3 separate regions of the Sus scrofa genome follow, and all the other regions are linked to region 2. Evidence: chromatin contacts called from public HiChIP or PLAC-seq data. All regions are on one chromosome and are shown on one strand. Each heading gives the region's core, a stretch centred on a gene start, on an enhancer-like site or on the middle of the called end of the contact. The rest is flanking DNA. Distances are from core to core; before and after follow the strand shown. Region 1 holds the start of ANXA9 (annexin A9). Region 2 holds the start of CTSK (cathepsin K). Region 3 holds the start of ECM1 (extracellular matrix protein 1).

Region 1 (4,474 bases), core at 1,572-4,071, 150 kb before region 2:
GGGCCTTGTCATTAGGATGGTGGAGAGCAGACACTGACCACTTGTCCTTCCAAGGTTCAGTGTGGACTATTTTTTTTTGGTCTTTTTAGGGCCCACCCTCGGCCTGTGGAAGTTCCTATGTTAACGGTTGAGAGAATTGGAGCTGCAGCCGCCAGCTTACCCCACAGCCACAGCAATGCCAGATCCGAGCCGCGTCAGAGAACCATGCTACAGCTCACGGCAATGCCAGATCTTTAACCCACTGAGTGAGGCCAGGGATCGAACCCTCATCCTCATGGATACTAGTAGGGTTCTTAGCTCACTGAGCACTATGGGAACTGCAACATGGACTATTTAAAGGGGGCTTCTGCCAGGTCCCCTCCTCTGGAGCGGGGAAAAGGAAGGCAGGCAACCCTCTCTATCCCGCAACAGTGTTTCCACTCCCAGGCATCTCGGCAAACCTCCTCTCCTGGTACCTTCAAGGCTGTCCTCAACTCCCGGGCATCGAGATGGGCTGCTGGGTGCAGCAGAGCCACCACAATCCTCTCGAGGTTGCCAGAGAGCGCTGCCTGCAGGGACTTCAGCAGATCCTACAAAAATGTCCCCCCCCCACCCAGCAGAGGAACAGGCATGAGGGGGAGGGTCTCAGTTGTGTGAGGAGGTTTGGGAATCTTTGGCTGGTCCTCCTCTCAGACCTGAGCACGAGGCTTCCCTCCCTCACACATGCTGGGTTTAGCCAGGGGACAGGGGCTGGCCTCAGCTGCTACTGCTGTACCCAGGTCTTCCAAGGGGGCCTCTCACCCTCCCCCACTGCTCCTGGGAAGTCAGAGTGGTCTCACCTGCTGGGTGCGCTCCTGGAAGGCTCGAGAGATGAGCTGCCTTTGCTCTCTGCTCCGATTGGTCAGCACGTCCACGATGGCATTGTGGTCCACACCTGAGCCAAGATGAGGACGGGGCTGCTGGTGGGTAGAGGCCAGCCAGGGTGTTTACAGGGTGAGGATGCCCTTACTCCCGACTAGGAGCTTCCAGAGGAGGAGATGACAAAGCGGCATCATCCCCCACTTCCATTTGATCTCAAAGAAGATGACAATATGGCATGCAAATCTGACTCAATCCAGCAAAAGTGTTGAGGGGGAAATGGGCCTTTGGGGATCACAGACTTGGATAAGAATCCCAGCTCTGCCATTATGAGCTGTGTGATCTCGGGCATGCTCTTTGCCTCCCTGAGTTTCCTCATCTGTGAAATGGAAATAGTAAGACTTGCTTCACAGGAGTGTTGTGAGAATGGGGATGACATGCCTACCGTGGTACTTGATAAACAGGAATTAGGGCATTCCACAAACATCTATTGAGTACCGTCAGTTCCTTCTTCCTGGCTCCTTCTTGATCTCCTGACTGGTTTCTTTTTTCTTTCCTTTGTCTTTTTTAGGGCCGCACCCGTGGCATATGGAGGTTCCCAGGCTAGGGGTCGAATTGGAGCTGTAGCCGCCAGACTACACCACAGCCATAGCAACGCGGGATCTGAGCCGTGTCTGCGACCTACACCACAGCTCACAGCAACGCCAGATCCTTAATCCACTGAGAGAGGCCAGGGATCGAACCTGCGTGCTCATGGATACTGGTTGGGTTCATTAACCGCTGAACCAGGACGGGAAGTCCCCTGACTGGTTTCTAAGGGTAGATGCCCGAGTGCGGAGGGAAAGGCGCTCACCTTGGCCTGCAATGGCCCTCAGCAGCCTCTGCACATCCTTGTCCACGCTGAAGCTCAGAAAGGTCCTGAGGGTGCCGAGGGTGCCCAGGGTTCCCCAAGCTGCAGTCTGTAAGACCATGGTAGGGGGTGCCAGCATCTGCCCGTGCCCCTCCCCAGTGCCGCGGCCAGGCCCTTGGCACAGCCTTGAGGTGGGCTCTCCTTTTCCTGTTCCCCATCCCCCACTCCCCCAGCCCCTGGGTTGATTTAACAACAACCACAACAACAAAATTCCTACCATTCCAGAAGCCCCTACCTTGTCAGCAAGGCCCAGGTGGTTGAGGATCTCTTCAGTCAGGGACGCTCCTGTCTTCCCACTGGTCACAGACATGGTGCGTCTGGCTGCCCTGAGGGACACAGAAGCCAGTTCAGGGGGACATCCCAATCCTCCCGGGACTCTTTATGCATCCCCCCCGCCCAAGTCCCAGAGTCTTTGCCTGTTCCTTTCCCTTGTTGCAGAAAAAAGAACAACCTGCTGGGCAGTTTTGAGAGGCCAAGAGGAGGGAAAGAGGGGAGCCCCCACCTTCCCCCTGACTCACCGTCCTTTAGGAAGCAAGGCTTGATCAGGGATGCTGCTAGAACTAGGACCAAACAAACCCTCCCGGACTCTAGGGTGGATCCCAAGGCTCCCCAACTGTCGGTCTAAGGTGGATGACCCCTTTCTGAGGTCCACGTCCCTTCCTTGTATGGCCTGGCTGGGTGCTCCTGGCGCTGTGTTGTTGGGGAGGTGAGGCGAGGTGGCAAGACTAAGTATGTGGGATGGGAGATAACAGCCCCTTCCCCCACCTCAGCCCAGCCTACAAGTAAGGCCGGCCACCTGCCCACAGGGCTGTCTGCCTTTCACCCTCAGGGTCTCTGGCTGGGATGTTTAGGTCAGTAGGTGCAGTCTCTGTGCAGATGTGATTATGTGTTCTTGTGGGTCCATGGGTGCCTGGAGAGGCAAGCAGACACTCATGTTGGAAAAGGAGAACTCCCTTCTTCCTCCCCCAAGAGAGCCCCAAGTCCCCCCTAACCCTCTAGCCTGAGAGCCCAGGTCCAGTGCTTACCCAGAGGTGCTGGGGGCGCGGTGTGCCTGATGTGGGCACCAGCTCCTGTGTGGCCTGGTGTCAGAGAGGGGGGCGTGTGCAGCCCAAGCTGAATACCAGTCAGATGACCTCTCCAGCAGACCAGCCAGGCTGTCCTCTCAGGTTCTGGCCCCTCCCAAGTGTGGGAGAGGACCAGGCTGTACCGGGTCCCGTGTGCAAACACCTCCCTTCCCACAGCTCTCCTCTCAGGAACTGGGCCTCAACCCCTCTGAGAGAACTCTGCTGGCCTCTCAGCAGCTCAGCCCTGGACACAGGAGCCTTTTGTGCATTGCTTTCCGTGCGGGGCCAGGTGGGACCACAGAAGCCGAGTCTCTAAGTCCAGCTTCTGACCTGGCTCTGCCTCTGACTCCAGCTCCCTGGGGGGCAGGTCAGACAAGCTCCAGGCTGATTTGGAGGCTGATAGAGAAAAACCTGTTGGGCCACATACCAGGAGGGCACCCCAGCCTGCACCCCAGAGGAGGGGTCCCAACCCGGGAAACTCCCTGGACTACACTGCCTTATTAGAGCAGTAGTGAGTGGGAGTAAGTGGGAGGGAGCAGCAGAGTGGGCAGGGCGAGGGGGTGTGTGTATATCTCTGGGGAGGGAAGGGCACAGGTATCCCGGGGGGGTGGGAGCAGATCAGCAGAGTCAAGGGGGGAAAATGCAAAGGGTGTTCCCTGTGGACAGAAGCACCCTGCTCCCAAAGGCAGCAGGGATATGAAAGAGGCTCCCTAGGTCCCTGGGTCTTAGATTCCTTCTGTTGCCTTTTGGCTGCCAGGGCTGTTTTAGCGGCAGGTGATGCAACCCCAGCAGCTGGGCTGGAGGCTGTTGGTGCACAGAGCAGCAGGTGAACAGTCTTGGGGAGCCTCAGGGGCCCCGAGCAGATGATTAGTCAAATTGCACAGCAGGCTCCCTAGGGTCTGGGAGCCGTCTCCTTCCGGCCGCCCTAGACAGATCAGGCAAGGGCTGGACACAGAAGCTAGAGGGCTGTCTCCATGCCTCTGTCACTCTTCCACTCTGGGAAAGTCATCACTGGTTTTCCTGTATCCCTGAGGAGGGACCTGCAGCTCTTCCTCAGAGAAGCCTGGCCTAAGGAGATGCTACGAAGGGAGATTTCCATGGTGGCAATCACTGCTCCTCACTTTTCTCTCCCGTTAAAGTAGAAAACAGTTGAACAGAGGTCACCACAAAATATTCATGAGGGATTGAATATTGTGAAATTAAAATATCTGAAGATGAAAAAAAAAAAAAGTAGAAAACAGGCTGTTGGGTGGAGTCAGGGACCCAGGATGTCTGCCTCCAGTCAGAGTTCGCGTGGGCTGTGTCGGCTGCATCGTCTGCCAGCCTTTGTGACCTGAGAGAGCTACAGCCACCCTCCACCTCCCCAGGAGACCCTCCGAGACCAGCAGGCCCTTCTTTGAAAGCCCAGACCAGAACTGTGACTCTCTGCTCCTGATGGATGCGTCCTTATCACCCGGCTCCTGGGCAGTGAAGGCATCTAAACCTGTGATTCCCGGATCCCCGAGGCTTGTTCTGCTGAGCCTCCCTTCTGTGAAGTGGGAGAGCATCACGGCCACATGCAACACACCTCTTTGAGGCTGAGAGTCCTGAATAAATCTTTTTGAACAAGGAAATATGATAATAAAAGAACATTTCCTGATGGCCATCATTAATAAAATGCTGG
Region 2 (4,260 bases), core at 823-3,322:
AAATGATTTTGGAGCCTGTGGCTTCCCTTACATACTCTTTTCTAGTCTTTTGTGTTCATTTCCTCATTCCTGATGTGAGGGTAATACACACATTCAAAAATTGAGGTTTAAAATTAGGAGAGAAGGATAATAATAGATGTAATCCCCAAATATTATTTATAACATATATATATACACATATATATATATATATATCATGTAATAAAAGTGAAAGATGGGAGAGACTAGGACTGTATTTGTCCCCCAAAGAGAAGGTAACCCCCAACTTGGGTAATATGTATTGAAGCCTTTTTTTTTGGTCTGATCTCAAAGGCAGACAGCAATGTGAAAGTAAATACCTAACAACTCCGCACCCTGGCCCACGTGCTCCACATTCACACAGAAACGATGCAAATCCCCTGCCTCCTTCCCTCCTCCCTAATCTCTCTTTCAGCATTTCTATCCCTACTGCCCTCCCCTATCCAAATTTTCCAGCCAGCAGCTAGAGCTGACTTCCGCAATCCTGATGGAATAAATCCAGCGCCCCTAGTCATCCGTCCACATTATCCACACTTCCCTGCCGCGACGAGCCCAGAGAACAGATCCCCATCAGCAGGTAACGTTTTCAACTTACTCTGTCTTTTAGCTTCTCATTCCTGCTAGCTCTCCATTTTTAGGAAAATTAGGAACATAGTGACTTGGGGATCAAAATGAACTTTATAGGCTTTGTGGATGAAAACTAATGCCCTTCTTAGGTCATTTCCTGGACAAATAAAATCTGTCTGGAAATCTTTAGGACTCCTTTTATGATTTGTAAATACGTATATGTGGTTGCTAGTGAAAGCAAAAAATATAGAGGATCCTTTGCCCAACCCTCAAAGAGTGGCCTCTTGGGGTTTTTGTTTGGGCCAAAGATATCAAAGGGTTAATTTACTAACAGGAAGAGAGGTTTGGGAGGTGGTAGCTCAGTACTTCCTACTCTTCAAGACATTTCAGTGCCCCTTAATACTCCAGATACTAAATGTTGTGCTGGACATTTTGTCAGTTTGCAAAGATCGCACAAAAATGGACGTAATTTGAAAATTATGCAAGCTGTGTGACTTGCTACAGACTAACTTGCGCTTAAAATGGAGGACACATAATTACAAGCCACCACAAGAAGTGAATGAAGCTAAACTTCTGAAAAGCTGTGTCTCTAATGATCATAGAACATTCCTTTTCTGTCTAACGTTCTTCTAGCAAACTTTGGTTCTGAGGTTTTTTGTCCTGTGAGGCAGATGCAGAGGGTTTTGTAGGGGTTTTGGTCGAAAAAGAAAGAAAAGCTTTCCTGCCCACAGCAGCTGGTTGAGATTAGGACAGTTTCCTGAAGAGAAAGGAGGAAGAAATACCTAAGAAGACAGAATACACCTGAGAGAGAAAAGGAAATGCTGTCAAAATTTCCCTTGTCCTCTCCTGGTAAGATCAGAAGCATCAGAATTTAGGCAAAGAACAAAAGAATGCCTAGAAATGATCAGGAAGCAAAAACTTAGCTGGAAATCTCTCCTTTGTGTATATTCTCCAACCCATTCATCCCATCCTGCATTTGTTTTTTCCATCTCCTTCAAGTCTGCATGGACATTGGAGCAGTTTTTGTGCTCATCCTGATTGTCCATTTTCTAAACCTTTTCTGGTTGTCTGTGCAAGTGTGTGTGTGTGGAATCTTCCTAGGTCAAAGTACTTGGAACCAGAGGTATCAGCACTCCATCCAAACCCAGACCCTTCCTATCACTGTTTGTTTTATCATATGGAAATCACCCTCAATTTTTCTGCTTTCCTTACAAAGCCTAGTTTTCTTCTGCCTCATGTTTCAGAGAAAGGGGTTTTTAACTTTGGGTTCATAAACTCCCCAGAATTATTGTGTGTGCATTCATTTTTCTGGTGAGAGGGACTACAGTGGGTTGCAAATTTTTGTTAGCTTCTCATGGAAGTCTGTGACCTAAAGATTAAGAATTACTGGTCTGAGAATATGGTTCCAGCTATTTCCTCATTCCCAAGCCAGGTTAGGAACCCCTTGGCAAATAGAAGTGTCTCCCCTAATTATCTCCTTCCCCCAGGATGTGGGGGCTCAAGGTTGTACTACTGCTGCCTGTGATGAGCTCTGCTCTATACCCTGAGGAGATACTGGATACCCAGTGGGAGCTATGGAAGAAGACCTACAGGAAGCAGTATAACAGCAAGGTGCCTGGGAACCTGGAGGGGAACATGGTGGGAGGGCTGGAACCTGAGACCTCCAATCCTAGGTTCCAGACTCCCTTCCTCAACCCAATACCTTAATTACCTCAAGCAAATCTGCCCCTGTTCCCTGACTATTAACATACACTTTTCTCTTTTTGGCCACACCTGTGGCATGTGGAAGTCCTGTGGGCCAGGGATTGAAACTGTATCATGGCAGTGACAATGCTGGATCCTTAACCACTAGGCCACCAGGGAACTCCTTAACATATACTTTCCATTCCTAATCCTCTATTCACCCTCCATCAAGTCTTACCCTTCCTTTTCTTTATAACTGCCTTATATTTCTCTTTCGGGAAGGCTTCTCAGATTAATGCGATTAATCCGTAAGCAGTTTTTTTTTTTTTCTATACATCTCTCTAGAGGTTTGTATCCTATTATTTGCATTTGTTTACGTATTTCTCTTTGTATGCTCTCAATCCCATGATTATTTCCCCAACTAGATTGTAAACTTCTGTGATTTTAAATTTAATCTCTTCTCCTAAAAACCTGCATGGTATTAGGTATGTAACTTTCTACACAGGATACAGTCTATGCCAATACTGACAATGCTCTGTGTAGGTGGATGAAATCTCTCGGCGTTTAATTTGGGAAAAAAACCTGAAGCATATTTCCATCCATAATCTTGAGGCCTCTCTTGGGGTTCATACGTATGAACTGGCCATGAACCACTTGGGCGATATGGTGAGTTGAGCCTCAGCTCCTGGTCTATCTGCCCTGTTTGCCTTGGTTCCTTTCTTATGCCTGGCTTCTTTCTTCTTTGTACCAGACCAGTGAAGAAGTGGTTCAGAAGATGACTGGACTCAAAGTACCCCCCTCTCATTCCCGCAGTAATGACACCCTTTATATCCCAGACTGGGAAGGCAGAACCCCAGACTCTATTGATTATCGGAAGAAAGGATATGTTACTCCTGTCAAAAACCAGGTACCCTCTTTTTTCTTGGGTGTGAGTATATAAGCTGGCATGACTGCTTCCTTTTTCTGTTTCTTTATCTTAAGGTAGGAGGACACCAGGAGAGAGGGCAAAGAATTAATTTACCTCTTCCCCTGCTAAGAGAATAAATAAAGCCTATTCTGTTATTTAACTCATCAGCATTTTTTTTTTTTTTGGCTGTCCTGTGACATGTGGAGGTCCCTGGCCAGAGATCAGACCTGACCTGAGCCGCAGCTGCAGCAATGCCAGATCCTTAACCTACTGTGCCTGGCCTGGGATTGAACCTGCATCCCAGGGTTCCCAAGATGCCACAGATCCTGTTGCTCCACAGCAGGAACACCTCATCACCTATTTTTGTACATTTAAGTTATTTCTGGTTTGTCTATTTTTATAAGTGGTATTGCTGTAAGCACCTGTGTGCATATATTTTGTACATATATACAAATATTTATGCAAAATAAATCCTAAAATTGGAATCAATAGGTCAGAGGGAATCATCCCAAAAAAGTTTTTACAATCTTACATTCTTACCAGCGTGAGAATGTCAGTTTTCCCACAACCTTAACTATGCTGATTACATCAACCAGATGAACCGCTGATTTAGCATTTATTCAACAAACTCATTTTTTTTTCAGAACCTACCAGATATAGTTCTAGGCAACAGAGCTTCAAGATGACTAAGAATATAACCAGTGTCCTCAAGAAATCCCCAACCTTAAAAAATAGAAAGGACAGGAAAGAAAGAAAAATGGATAATCTAGCTGAGCAAACACTAATAACAATAGCTAGCACTTTTTGAGAGACTATTATTATTATACGTAGTAGTTCATCCTTTATATGAATTAATTTTTTAATCCTTATAATCCCATTAAGTATATTGTTATTATCCACAATTTACACATAAGGAGAGTGAGGTACAGAGATGTTTAGTAATTTACTCAAGGTCATATTCTATTGCACAGGCAATGCAGATGGCCCCCACCTTCTGATGGTTCACCTTATGATTTTTTTGTCTTCATGATGGTGTGAAAGTGATAGGCATTCCACAGAAACTGTACTTCAAGTTTTGAATTTTG
Region 3 (4,610 bases), core at 912-3,411, 240 kb after region 2:
GAACCAGCAACCTCATGGTTCCTAGTCGGATTTGTTTCTGTTGAGCCTTGACAGGAACTCCTCCTTTACTGCTGAGGTCCAACCAGAGAATTAGAATTGACTTCTGGGCCCTGGCAGGGTGTCCAGCATCTGTCATAAAATGGGGAGTTTCTAGAAGGCAGGAACTAAGTTTCCTTCTCCTTCTAGATTCCGCCATAGCTATCAGAGCAGAGAGGGGGCCAAGACAGAGGATCACCTTCCCATTCCCTGGCTCACTCTAGGGAAAACGGGAATCTCAACCTAACTCAGCCCTCACAACTGACCGTTAGCAGCTTAAGGCCTCCAATCTGTCCGGTATGCCGCAGGTGGGGGCCCCTGCAAAGATCAACCAACATTCCGCATCTAGGAAAAAGAAGGGTCTAGTTAATGATTTCCAAATTCTCGAGCTTCTAGTTTTCTATTTCTCAGGGGGTTTAGCGGACAGAAAGAGGAAGTGAAGAATTATTCCAAGAGAGAGCACTGGGAGATAAGAATCAATTCCCATTTCTTTTTTGGGAGGAACAGATTATCTTCTATCCTTTTTCCCTTATCCCACTTCTGGCCTTCTTTAGTGCATTCCCACCTCTCCCTGTTTCCCTCAATCCTGACAACTCTCACCCATAAACTGTTGCCTTTGGACCTGTTATTTTCTCGTCAATCAGGCGAAGCTTAAAAGGGTTATCCTAGGAGAAAGGAAGAGTGAAGACAGGTCTTTATGTCCATAAAGATGTCCTGGGAGAGAGCCGCTCCTTCTCACGCTTCTAGATGATCCTCCTAAACCTGTGTATCTCCTTCCCACCTTGAAGAGCTGGCGAAGCTGATCCCGGGAAGCCTCTAGTCTCCGGAAAGGTTGAGCAGCAGCTGCAAGTTCCTGGCAAATCTGCTCCAAAACAGGCAGCTCTGAGCCCCGGACTGTCCTAGAAAGGTAAGAGTTAGTTGGCTTCTATCCTCGAAGGAGCATCACCTGGGTGAAATCTTGCCCTCCAGAAACATCTAAAATTATTGGCAAAGACCAAAAAACTAGGGAAAACATAAACAAGAAGTCAGGTACAAATTTACAACTAGAGTGAAACCTCTATGAAATTATACGCTGAGTGCAGGCAATCTGGACAAACAAAATTAGAAGAATAGTATTGAAGGACAAAGTAAAAGTTGAATACTTCACAAAGGTTAGAGAAGGTAGTTCCAAGCAGATTTAGAAAAGGAAGGACGTGAACTAAAGGTGAAGGTGGTACCAAGGTCAGAGTTGAGGCATGGAGGGACCCTCCCCTCAACTTTCTTTCTCCTCCAAATTAAACATGCCTGAGCACCCAAAAAAGGGCCTCAGAAACCACCCAGAAAAGGACCTCAGTGAATGGTACAAACTTGTAGCTATAAGATGAATAAGGTCTGAGGAACTAATGTATAGCATGGTGACTATGGTTGATAAATTTTGTATTGTACAACTGAAACTGGCTAAGAGTAGATTGTCAGCACTGTCACACACACAGAAAAGCATGTGATAGGAGTTCCCATCGTGGCTCAGTGGTTAACAAATCTGACTAAACCGTGAGGTTGCGGGTTCGATCCTTGGCCTTGCTCAGTGGGTTAAGCTTGCGGCGTTGCCATGAGCTGTGCTGTAGGTTGCAGATGCAGCTCAGATCCCGTGTTGCTGTGGCTGTGGCTGTGGCTAGCGGCTACAGGTCCGATTAGAACCCTAGCCTGGGAACCTCCATATGGCGTGGATGCGGCCCTGGAAAAGACCAAAAAAAAAAAAAAAAAAAAAGCATGTGATAATTAACTCGATTGTGGGAATCCTTTCACAATGTGTACACAGATCAAATCCTCACATGAACGCTTTTTTTTTTTTTTAACTTTTTATATAATGATTTTTATTCTTTTCATTATAGCTAGTTTACAGTGAACACTTTAAATATATAATTTTGTCAATTATATCTCAAAAAAAAAAAAAAAACCCAGAAAATAAAATATGGTGAAATCTCTAAAAAAGAAATCATTCTCCTTCCTTGCACTACTCACCGTTCCTTGCCCAGGAAGAAATCATGGTAGAAGCCACATTCCGTACTTGGACCTTGGCAGAGGACAGCACCTAGGAATTGTTCAGCTGCTGCCCCCAGGACATGGGTGCTGGAGTGCCAGAATACCTGGGTTCACAAGTAAGAAGTTCATAATTTCATAACCTTCTCCTTTAGCCCCTAGCTCTCTGATCCTCTCCTCAGAGAAGCTGGTGTGAAACCAGCATGAATAACTACCACAATATGGGGAACGTGACCTTGAGGGTAACCAGTAAATATAAAAAGTAAACAACAAACAACCTGACCAGAAAAGAAGGCAGCCAGAAGAAGCAGTGCACAGAAGAGAGTAAGCCCCACTCCTCGGTGCTTCCTGGTTCCAGAGCATAGTGGGAGGCTAGTGTCAGTCTTCATGCCCTCCAAGCTGACATGAACAAGGAAAGGAGGCCAGGTAGTGTGCTCATTTGTGGAAGCCACATTAAAACTAAATATATGCATAACAAGGACCTACTGTATAGCACAGGGAACTCAATATTCTGTAATAACCTATATGGGAAAAGAATCTGAAAAAGAATTGATATTTGTACATGCATAACTGAATCACTCTACTGTATACCTGAAACACAACACTTTAAATCAACCCTGCTCCAGTATAAAACAAAAATTTAAAAAAGAACTCAATATATGCTACAAGATGACAACTTACAATGCTTGTCTCAAGAGTTGGGCTAAATTGGCATATTATCATTCTGTATTCAACATAACACCTCTCCCTTTCACTAACACAAATAATCACTGCTTAACAGACCCAGGCTAACTAAAAACTTTCATCCTAGGTTTCCAGCTTAGCCAGGAGTCAAGACAAGCAATATGGAGTTCCCGTCATGGCTCAGTGGTTAACAAACCCAACTAGTATCCATGAGGACACGGGTTCAATCCTTGGCCTTGCTCAGCGGGTTAAGGATCTGGTTTGCCATGAGCTGTGATGTAGGTCGCAGGTGCAGCTCAGATCCAGTGTTGCTGTGGCTGTGGCGTAGGCTGGCTGCTACAGCTCCGATTTGACCCCTAGCCTGGGAACCACCATATGCCTCCAGCGCAGCCCTAAAAAGACAAAAAAAAAAAAAAAAAAAAAAAATCAAAAAAGATAAGCAGTCCATGGTAGGCCTCCCTCTCAACTGAAAATGGAGAAACTGAGGCAAAAAAAAAAAAATGCTAGAAATTCCCACTTAAACATCTCTTAGCAGCCCCTATATCCCAATAAGGAAGAAACGTACTGCTTTCCCCTCTGCAGAATCGAATGTCAGAAATCTGAGGTCAGAATCTTTTTCCAAGGGCCGTTCCAGATCATAAGGTTCTCCATTCACTACAGCAGCTACTGCAGTATCTGCCAGTTTTGAACTTCAACAGTGGGGGTGAGGATAAAAAAAGACAAGGTTACAAGCTACAGAGGAAGACAGGAACTAATCCTTAGCAACTCTAAACTTGCGAAGGGGAAATGTATTACCAGAACACTGGAATCTTTTCTTTTTTTTTCCCCTCAATGCATAATAGAGAAAGGTCAGAGACCATAAAACTAATGCAGATAAAAAGGAATATGCAGGAAAGGCTATCTTGATGGGGATGGAATAAACATGCAGAGTTCTTTCCCTGCTCAAGTAAACAAAGTACAGAGGTAGGTTTACCCGGTAGGTATAGAAGGCCTGGTACCTGATCTGCTGAGCTAGTTGGTAAGGGGTTGTGTTCCATGCCACAGCATCCACTTTCCTGCCTCCAGGAAGCGATACCTTAATAGCCCGGTGTTCCTTCTGCGCCATGCTTGCTAACTTCTTTACCTGGGCGGTCCATAGCTCCTCAAAAAAGCCAAGCCGCTCTACCAACCAGTGTGGAGGAGTGGGCACAGCTGCCTGGAGGAAAAGATGTTAGGAGGTAACACAGGTCCCAAAATTCCTTATTGAGCTTGGGGGTAGTGGGAAGTGAGAACATTTAAGTGGCCATGATCTTAAATCCCAGTCTTTAAAAAAAGAATGGGAGGTATAAGGCCCTAGGCTGGGAGTGCTACATTCCCCAGACGGCTACCCTAGGAAAAAGATGGCGTACCTAAGGGCTACGGTAGCCGGGTCCCGAACGTAGGGCGGGAGTAGGGGGTGTCAGATGGGGTTGAGAGCCTATACTTTGGGCTTCAGCTGCGCTAGGTCCGATGTGTTTCGGAACTTTTGGGTACCTCACGCACCGTGTGCAGCCCGCAGGCTTGTAACCCTGGGAGCCGAAGTCGCCGCCACCTCCGATACAGCCCCATGTTCCTTCAGACCCGTCACACAGCCTCAAATAAATGATCGCTCCTTCTCTTTTGTCGGATTCTTCATTGGCTGCTGGCCCAACAATACCCATGCCTATTGGTTGTTATAGCTGTCACTCCAGTCTGGCCCCACCTCCAGGAACTCCGAAGCGGTATACCCCACACAGCACAAGCAGCGGTGTGGGTGGTTCCGGGTGACCGGAAGACCTAAGCTGATGCACACAGGGAATTCCAGTACCTGCAGAGTTTCAGACCAAAGTAGCAGTAAGATATGCTGCGGCTTT

The links. HiChIP or PLAC-seq counts read pairs in DNA pulled down with a chosen protein or histone mark.
Region 1: a contact with region 2 is called in an H3K27ac HiChIP or PLAC-seq map of alveolar macrophages, with 2.4 times the contacts expected there. The contact joins the promoter of ANXA9 here to the promoter of CTSK in region 2. A contact is called at or near these places in 1 of 5 promoter capture datasets (liver) and 1 of 2 datasets of contacts at active chromatin or transcription factors (alveolar macrophages).
Region 3: an H3K27ac HiChIP or PLAC-seq map of alveolar macrophages shows a contact between it and region 2. The contact joins the promoter of ECM1 here to the promoter of CTSK in region 2. A contact is called at or near these places in 1 of 5 promoter capture datasets (fetal skeletal muscle) and 1 of 2 datasets of contacts at active chromatin or transcription factors (alveolar macrophages).

What each region holds. Positions count from the first base shown.
Region 1 is chr4:98,239,422-98,243,895 of Sscrofa11.1, forward strand. ANXA9 (annexin A9) reads right to left here and starts at 2,822. Exons shown (of 14, transcript NM_001243348.1): 1 at 2,773-2,822; 2 at 2,544-2,657; 3 at 1,983-2,073; 4 at 1,691-1,796; 5 at 819-913; 6 at 456-569. The coding sequence starts at 2,057.
Region 2 is chr4:98,390,954-98,395,213 of Sscrofa11.1, forward strand. CTSK (cathepsin K) reads left to right here and starts at 2,073. Exons shown (of 7, transcript NM_214302.1): 1 at 2,073-2,196; 2 at 2,812-2,934; 3 at 3,020-3,175. The coding sequence starts at 2,074.
Region 3 is chr4:98,630,920-98,635,529 of Sscrofa11.1, forward strand. ECM1 (extracellular matrix protein 1) reads right to left here and starts at 2,162. Exons shown (of 23, transcript XM_021089909.1): 1 at 2,038-2,162; 2 at 818-935; 3 at 637-701; 4 at 303-381. TARS2 (threonine--tRNA ligase, mitochondrial) reads right to left here and starts at 4,399. Exons shown (of 18, transcript XM_003355197.4): 1 at 4,261-4,399; 2 at 3,738-3,934; 3 at 3,305-3,428; 4 at 2,038-2,162; 5 at 818-935; 6 at 637-701; 7 at 303-381. The coding sequence starts at 4,326.